Linked DNA regions of Danio rerio: region 1 is linked to region 2. Evidence: chromatin contacts called from public HiChIP or PLAC-seq data. All regions are on one chromosome and are shown on one strand. The core of a region is the stretch at or near the end of the contact, and the rest is flanking DNA. Distances in the headings are between cores, read along the strand shown.

Region 1 (4,743 bases), core at 955-3,454, 140 kb before region 2:
AAATATATGAAACATAGCTACTTAAATAAATATACACTCATATAAAAACACCCAATAGATTAAATAAACCAATATTATAATGAAATATATGTTAAATTTGATAACTAAAACATATGGGAAAAAGCATTGCTAAATGAGTGAATGTGACACCTAAAACATGTTGCTATATGTTACACTTACACTGATAACCTGTTTAACAGGATTTCCCAATATTTCACAGCATCAACTAAATATATATGTTAAATAATAACCAAATTAATAACATATAATACCTAAATAACTTTGGCAAATATAGCATTAAATAATATAAGATGAAGAAAGAAAAAAAAAAAAAAAAAAAAAAATATATATATATATATATATATATATATATATATATATATATATATATATATATATATATACTGCATTAAATAAACAAATAAACAAAATATATGAAATATAGGTGCTTAAATATAAAATCATATGAAAATAGGCAATAGATTAAATAAACCAATATTATTATACATGTTAAATTAGATAAATATACAATAACTAAGCTAAAACATTTGGAAAAAAAGCATTGCTAAATGAGTGAATGTGACACCTAAAACATGTTGCTATATGTTACACTTACACTGATAACCTGTTTAACAGGATTTCCCAATATTTCACAGCATCAACTAAGTATATATGTTAAATGATAACCAAATTAATAACATATAATACCTAAATAACTTTGGCAAATATAGCATTAAATAATATTATAAGATGAAGAAAGAAAATATATATATATATATATATATATATATATATATATATATATATATATATATATATATATATATATATATATATACTGCATTAAATAAACAAATAAACAAAATATATGAAATATAGGTGCTTAAATATAAAATCATATGAAAATAGCCAATAGATTAAATAAACCAATATTATTATACATGTTAAATTAGATAAATATATAATAACTAAAATAAAACATTTGGAAAAAAGCATTGCTAAATGAGTGAATGTGACACCTAAAACATGTTTCTATATGTTACACTTACACTGATAACCTGTTTAACAGGATTTCCCAATATTTCACAGCATCAACTAAATATATATGTTAAATAATAACCAAATCAATAACATATAATACCTAAATAACTTTGGCAAATATAGCATTAAATAATATTATAACATGAAGAAAAAAATATATGTACTGCATTAAAAAAAATAATAAATAAATAAACAAACAAACAAATATATGAAATTTAGATGTTTTAATAAATATAAAATCCAATGAAAATACCCAATAGATTAAGTAAACCAATGCTATAATAAAATACATGTTAAATTAGATAAATAAATAATAACCAAACAAAAACATATGAAAAAACATAGCTAAATGAATGAATTTGGCATATTTATTACAACAGGAAGACAAAATACCAAATTAAATGAATAAATAAACAAAATATATTAAACATAGCTACTTGAATAAATACACACTCATGAAAATAGCCAATAGATTAAATAAAACAATTCATTCATTCATTTTCTTTTCAGCTTAAGTCCCTTTATTAATCCAGGGTCGCCACAGCGGAATGAACCACCAACTTATCCAGCACGTTTTTCGCAGCAGATGCCCTTCCAGTCGCAACCCATCCCTGGGAAATAAATAAACCAATACTATAATAAAATATATGTTAAATTTGATAAATAGTTAAACAGTAACATATCAAAAAATAAAGCTAAATGAATGAATGTGACACCTTGCTATATGTTACACTTACACTGATAACTTGTTTAACAGGATTACACAGCAAAAACTAAAGATAAATAATTTCAACGTTTCAGCTGTAGAAAAGGAAAACAAAAAGAAAATGTAGCAAATATGATTTTTGGCCAAATATAACCATCCATACCTAGGAACCTAAAAGAAAACTTCTTACTGTGCATTTCCCCAAATGAGAGACTTAAACACCAGAATTAATGCTTTGGCAACATCTAGTGGACAACCACGTCAGTTTTTTCCAAGGGAAGGAGTTCCTGGTTCAGCTCGAGTGCATGATTATAGAGGAGCTGATGATACACTCCAGCCTTGCAGGTTCCCAGAGACAGTTATATGGACGTAAAATAAAGCATATTTCCTGACTAAATGCTTTATGAATGCGCGCCCGACCCGATTATTCATTGTTTTGTTTGTGTCACATCGCAGCAGCAGAGTCACGTACATCACGTAGCGGATGAATGAATCGGAAGTGAACGTGTCTTACAGCGACGTGTGATTCACTTTAACTGCGTATTACACAAACATCGTTAACGAGAAAGCAGCAGAGTGAAGGCTGGAGAAAACATTCGCTGAAAATACACATTTATGCCGAATTATGGAAACCTGCGTTCTGTTGTTGGGGCTTTTTCTCACTAGTGTCCACGTGACGACAGCAGGATCCGCTGCGCACAGGTGTTTCTGCCAGGTGAGAATCACTACGTTGAAGTCACACTGGAAATCAAATAAAGGGCATTAAATGACCACAGTATCATGCTGAAATATTTGGTCTATGTGAAACTATGATAGTTTGGTCATGCAGCATACCTGCCATGTGATTATTATGGTGAATATAGGCAAAATAAAAGTAATCAATCAGATATGTTGTCAGATAAATGTTCTCATAACGTTTAAAGGAAACCTGTAAATAAAACAGTGCTACTGTGGTATCACTAAGATGTTATTATATGCGTATTTATTGTTTTCATGCTTAATTTAGGTATGTTTCATTTATTTTTATGGTATTTTCTTTTTTTCATTTTAGTCATTTTAGTACAATGTTGGCATGTAAAATCTGAAATAAATGTAAGATTTTTTACATCTTTTGATAACTATAATAATCATGTTTTTCAATAAAAATCAGTAGCCAGAAAAGTCAAGTCGGTGACTATGCACAAATATTGAATCATTTTTGTATTCCCTTCTGTCTGTATATTAATACGGCATTAAAAATTATAATAAAACAAAACCCACACATTTAGTTTAGTTTATTTAAAAATTAACAGGACGGGGTATTGCAGCACAATTCCCTGATTGCGTCAAACACACACTCAAATCAATCTTTGACTAATAAAAATACTAATATATATATATATATATATATATATATATATATATATATATATATATATATATATATATATAACATGATAGAAAAACAATAATTAAAAAACAATCAGACACTAAAAATTAAAGTTATACAACAATTTTAGAGCACGAGGAAGAGATGTTTAGTTTTACTTCTGTGTATAGCAAATGTCTTGTATTGCCGAAGAAGGTAGGATAACATTGGAGCCTTAGGCAGGAAACAGTGCAGCGGTGATGTATTGAGTATTTTAATGAGAGTATGTTTGGTGGCTTCTTCACGTCTTTCACTTAGTGTTGGAAAAGTTAAAATCGGAAGACATATTATCAGACAGCATCGCTTTTAGATCCTCTCCAACTCCTCAGAGAGACTTTTGGGTAGTCCATCCCAGACTGCTACAGTATGTTTCAAAGTAGTATAGTCTTACCATCTGAAACCTTCACCATATGATGATACCATCACAGTATTTTTAATTTTAGATTGCTCTGTGACTGATAAATAAACCTGATCACTTTACTGTTGCTTTAATTGATTGGTTTTGTTATATCGAGGTCACCGGGACCCTCGATGATTGTGCTTGTGATGTTGAGACCATCGACAAGTTCAACAACAAGGACATTTTTCCCAAACTGCAGAAACTACTGTCATCTGACTACTTCCGGTTTTACAAGGTGATTTTATTGCCGAAAATATCTATTAATTCTTTATGCATTCACCTATAATATTTAATATTACACTCCTCCTTACCGTAGGTTAATCTAAACAACGGCTGCCCATTCTGGACAGACCACAGCCAGTGTGGACTCAAATACTGCGCTGTGAAACCTTGCTCTCCGGTGAGCTTTTTTATATTGTTATTTTGGATTTTTCTATGCGTCTTGTAATACTAATAGGCTCCTTATGTCTTTCTATACAGGATGAAGTACCAGAGGGCCTCAAATCCAGCAGTTATAAGGTACTAAAAAGTCAAAAGAGTGTATGTCGTTTAAGTTGGTGCAGGTGGATGTTGAATATTTTTGTTCTACAGTATTCAGAAAAGGCTAGTCATGATACTGAGGAATGCGAGAAGGCGGAGAAGCTTGGAGCTGTCAATGGTTCTCTGAGGTAAAACACATTTGAACTTTGTCTTGACATATCCAGTGTTGGGGAAAGCAACACATTACAATATTGAGTTCCTCCCCAAGAAAGTAACTAATTGTATTACTTAGTTACTTTTTTATGGAAAGTAATGCATTACGTTCCTTTTACGTTACATTTTCTTACCTGTATCTCTTTTAGACCTTGCAAGTTTTTTTTTCTTATATATATATATATATATATATATATATATATATATATATATATATATATATATATATATATATATATATATATTTTTTTTTTTTTTTTTTAAATATAGGAGTAATTAACAATGCACTGCATAACCTTCTATACCACATAAAAAAAATTATTAAACACATAAAATAATAATGTAGGACATTGTTATCTTCAGAGAACTTTCTGACCCCAGAGCTATACATTCCATATATATATATTAACGAAGGTTTAAAGCAATGTGTTAGCTACTTTTGTGTTATTAGTTAAGTAAAATCAATGTCCATTAGCCATGTTTTCATTCAGCAAT
Region 2 (5,074 bases), core at 2,021-4,520:
ATTATGCTGAAATCTAATTGTCACTAATAAATTCAATTCAAAGCAGTGAATCAGTGATATGTTTGCAATGAACTCTGAGTCAGAAGGAGCCACAAGTATACTAAACTGTAATATGTTAATGTCCTTTTGCCTACGGTTGATTATTTTTAAATAATTAACTAGGTCGGTATTGTTCCAAATCACTGAAGGGTAAGTGAGGGGTGTTCATGTCTGCTTTCAGATACACTGCATAAAAAAACAGACCGTCAGCAAGAGTGTTTATGCGTGACAACCTCAAGAATTAATAACACACTTTGAGAAAAACAATCTCCAGCTATCTGAGTCTCACAGGGATCTGTTGTTGTTGGTGAACAAGTTCTGAGATGAGATGATTATCAGCTTTTTGTCAAGTGAAACCAAGATCTTGGGATGGCTGCACTAAAACACAAGATCTCAGTTTGTCGTATTGTCATTTGCAGAATGCTTTGGTGCACAGATAACATTGTTTCAGTGGAGTTTTGCGTCATGAATACCAGCTTCTTTAAATCCACTGAAATGTTGCGTTGTGTAGGTCTTAAATCATTTTCAGTGGGTCTTAATTTTTTTACTATGTCCATGTGAAGCTATACCCATTCGGGACATCCATCCAATCACTAACAATATATTTCAAGAAAAGTTTTAAGAAACGTCTATTTATTAACTCTATTTACTTATTAATATTGTTTAATTATCTTCCTTACAATAACATTTGTTTTTAATGTTTTTTTAAAGGTTTTAACTTTAAACCATTTTTAAAAATCTTAAGCGTTTAGCCTTGTGTAAGTCCGAAATTTCATTCATTATGGTCTTAAAAATGGTCTTTAAAATTCTTAACTTTAACTTGAAACTTATAGAAACCTTGCAATATGAACATTTACTTTCATTTATATATATATTGTTTATGTTTAGTTTTTGTTTCGCAGTAGGTTATGTAATTTCATTGTTTGTCTGAGATAAACAATTTTCCACATTTGTTGATTCATGTTTTTCAATTATTTATGCTTTTGAATTGCATTATGAGATTTTAATCTTTCCCCCAAAAGCTTTCAATGTTGAAAAGTTTGAAAAGTGACTCTTGTTGGCATTTTTAACAGTGTAAAGTGATATATTGTCTGGGCTTGTGTTGTATAATACAGTACAAAAACCTGGTAACAAACTACCTGTATTGTTTCTGTAATTTTACAGACCTATTCCTTTCTATACTATTTCTTAAACAAGTATTGCCTCAAACTACTAAAATGTCTCTAAAAGTCACTTTCTTAATCTGCAGTGTTGACTTTTTTTCAACATCAAAAGTGACGGAGCAGAGATAAAACTCCCATAATGCATAAACAGAAAACACTATGTGAGCCACAAAACACAGAAACTGCTAATTAACAGATATTTTTTACAGTATGAAAATGAGTTGAAAGTATATTTGGATAATAAAAACTTCACAATAAATAATTATAGTGTAGTTTATTACTTTAACAACAAATTTAAATGATTAAGATAAAACTATTTAAACTGCTAATAAAGCCCACAATAGCTGCTCAATATTAAAGAAATAACCCTGGTCAAATATGATATTTTCTGCCTTTACAAAATACTTTATTAATGCCTAAGGGAAATTTTGCATATGAATTAATCTGCAAATGTGTAAATAAATTAATTGGTAACATTTAGAAAATGACAAATTATAGTTGAAGTCAAAAAGATTAGCCCTCCTGTGATTTACCAGAGCAAGCAAATTGTCACAGTATTTCCTATATTAATTCTTCTGGAAAAAGTCTTATTTGCTTCATTTTGGCTAGAATAAAAGCAGTTTTAAGCTTTTTAAAAACCATTTTATGGTCAATATTATTAACCCTCTTAAGCTATATATTTTTTTCTAATTATCTCTTCAGAACAAACCCTTATTATACAATATCTTGCTTAATTACTTAATATCTTTCCTAATTAACCTAGTTAAGCCTTTAAATTGCCCTTTAAGCTGAATACTAGTGTCTTGAAAAATAATTTGTAAAATATTATTTACTGTCATCATGGCAAAGATAAAAGAAATCGGTTATTTGAAATTAATTATTAAAACTATTACGTTTAGAAATGTGTTGAAAAAATCTGCTCTCTGTTAAACAGAAATTGGGGGAAAAATATACAGGGGACAAATAATTCAGGAGGGCTAATAATTCAGACTTCAACTGTAGTTATTTTCTTTCATTACAATCACATACAATAAATCTTACTATTAACGGCAGGAAACAAATGACGAAGATGACAGTCATGAAGACCAGAAGAATGAGATGTTCCACCTCCTCTGCCCACGAGAAGTACCTCCTGTTCCTTTTGCTCCTGGTCTGCACTGAACCCCGGTTCATCTTGCGCCTCCGGTACATCAGCACCAGATGATAAACCACAAAACAGTTGCACACCACTATAATGATCATAATAAACAGCATCACCGTGGCGTAAACATTGGCATACGCTCGGTCTTCGATCTCCTCCGAATTCATGGCAATGAAACACCAGGTCCCGGGACAGTATTGCACATATTTCCCAAACCCTGCAAACGGCATCAGGCAGAACAGAAAGCAGGCTAGATAAATACAAGGGATGGTGATGTATCCGCAGCGTTTGGTGATGTGCCTCCCGTAGTGATACGGATACCCGATGGAGATGCATCTTTCCAGTGCCATCGCCAGGAGGATAGAAAGTGTGGCCAAACTTAAGAAAGTCATGGCAAATCCAAAATACTCACACACCGCATGAGTCTTGCTCATCCCAACCAATGTGGTGTTGGTCAAATACGCCGTTTGAACCACAGGACTGGTCAGACAGGTTCCCGTTAGATCCGTAATAACCAAAGTGGTCACCAACAAATGGAAAAGAGACTGCCGCTGCCGGTTCTTTTCTTTCCTCCTCCGAAACTCCAGGAGAACCAGCGCAAGCACGTTCCCGATCGCTCCAGCTGCGAACATCAAAGCACTGATGGCTGGACCCCCATTCTGCTCCACATTCACACTGTCAATACAGGTCCCATTTTCAGTGCCCATTCCTGCAGTTGGATTTTATCAAAACACCTACTTGGATGTTTCTCTTTAAGATGTTGGCATGTTTGAGAGCATGCAAAACTTTATTCAGATCATTTTCTTCCTGATGCAAATTTTTGAAACTCTCAAAGGTGGTTCATTTTCAAGCTGCATGTGGTGTGCTTTTGAAAGCCTCTAGAGTCCCGCAGACTTGCCTCTTTGTCTGCCCCATGCTCTCCATGCAGAGAGGCGGTGGAGAATGCACTATGAGCCATGAGTTCCTCTGCTGAATGAGCTGTTGGTTGGTGAAACAACGTCATTGTCTTGACCCCACCTTCAACACACTCCCACACACACAGTCACACACACACATATGCTGATCCAGACACAGAGTTGAGAAATTTGAGCTTCCTTAAAAGCGTAGAGAATTTGCTTTCTGACTGTTTGGGGTCCCAAAGAGCCCTACGGTGTGAGTTCTACTACTACTGTGGCTGTTATAGTTGCATACTATGGTAATCAGATTAAATGGCCTCTTAAGGGTTACTTGTGATTTAGGTGGCTAAATTTTTTTTAGGGAAAATATTTTTGCTTTTTTTTTGCCACAGATTAAGATTAGCATTTAAAATGGAAATCATGCAGCATGAGGAAATATACCACAAAAAAAAATGGAAATAAAAGTAATATAAAAATAACAGACATAATTTGAAAACAAAAAGAAAGACTAATACATTTTAAAAACATTAAAGGGCACCTATTACACCCCTTTTCCAAGATTGAGGATTTAAGATAAGTGTTTTGTGTCTCTAGAATGTGTCTGTAAAGTTTCAGCTCAAAACACCCATCAGATTATTTATTATACCTTTCAGAATATTGGATTTTCTGCTTTGATGACAATGTAGCTGTTTTTGTGGCCTGTGCCTTTAATAGTAGTTTAAAACTAGGGGCCCACTGTTCCCACGTGCCTGTCAGAGTGTGCCTCAATCTCCGCCTCGGCTGCGTCAGATAAACAGCACAGTGACAGATATGAAGGAAGCAGATCTCACGTAACGTTTGTGAGAAATACTAAAGTAAGAACTTTTGCAATGATTATTTGATGTATTTGTTGTGAAGTTAATTCAAGCCTTTCTGCCATGATAAGTGACAAATTTTCGTTACAAAGCTTACGGACACACACAGATACACACATTTAAATTTGCACTGTTTTTGCACGGCAAATGTGACAGGATACACATTAATATACACTGCTGTATGGATATTCGTTATGTCAAAGTACAAAATTAATAAGATTTAACGTCCTGAAACCGCGATTGAAGCATCGTCTTTTATAATTGTACTGACATTCGGCTGTGTTTAAAAAGTAAGGACGGTAAAATAGCTGTAAATGATTACAAACATGCACTTTTTTAAAAACGTGTTAAACTTGTAAAACTCTTGTTAACATCAGATCTTTTAACAGATCTTTTATTCCTGGTTATCCCCATCCTGTCTTGTTGATATGATTATACAAGTTACAACGGAGACATGTTAATACGCGTCTGTCAATCAATTCGGGGCAGGGAAACTGCACTCCTACATCATGTTGCGTTGGACCTCAAAATGGGAGGGATTTGGATCCTATTTTAACGTAAAGAAATTAAAAAGAAAGAGACTTATTGTCTTAATATCACCCCAATATGACTGTGGACACACTATACACAGTGTTTTTCCAAACAGCTCCCAAAAGATACATTTCATCATAGATGCCCTTCAACTAAAATTAAAATGGAAGAAAATCTAAATAAAATTGTAAAAATACCACCAAAGAAGTCTTTGAATTTAAAAAAAATATTTAATTATAATTAATAAATAATAATTTTCATATTTTTCTTACATTATTTAATGCATTAATTATTATGAGGTCTACAAAAGATTAAACAAATGACCAAATAAACATATTTGATCTGAATAGTTTAAATTATTAGTCTACTTATTTAAATCCTTACGAATGTAAACCCAAAAATACTGCCCAGAAAAAAGCTCAGTTGTCTAGCAGTAATATTTTTTTTTAC

What was found. HiChIP or PLAC-seq counts read pairs in DNA pulled down with a chosen protein or histone mark.
Region 1: a contact with region 2 is called in an H3K4me3 HiChIP or PLAC-seq map of embryo, with 2.2 times the contacts expected there. The contact joins the promoter of ero1a here to the promoter of ptger2a in region 2. A contact is called at or near these places in 1 of 18 Hi-C or Micro-C datasets (hematopoietic stem cells) and 1 of 4 datasets of contacts at active chromatin or transcription factors (embryo).

The regions. Positions count from the first base shown.
Region 1 is chr17:16,282,314-16,287,056 of GRCz12tu, reverse strand. ero1a (endoplasmic reticulum oxidoreductase 1 alpha) reads left to right here and starts at 2,204. Exons shown (of 16, transcript NM_200350.2): 1 at 2,204-2,462; 2 at 3,671-3,790; 3 at 3,872-3,955; 4 at 4,036-4,074; 5 at 4,147-4,223. The coding sequence starts at 2,373.
Region 2 is chr17:16,138,481-16,143,554 of GRCz12tu, reverse strand. It overlaps ptger2a (prostaglandin E receptor 2a (subtype EP2)), which reads right to left and starts at 3,270. Exons shown (of 1, transcript NM_200635.1): 1 at 989-3,270. The coding sequence starts at 3,050. The coding sequence ends at 2,205.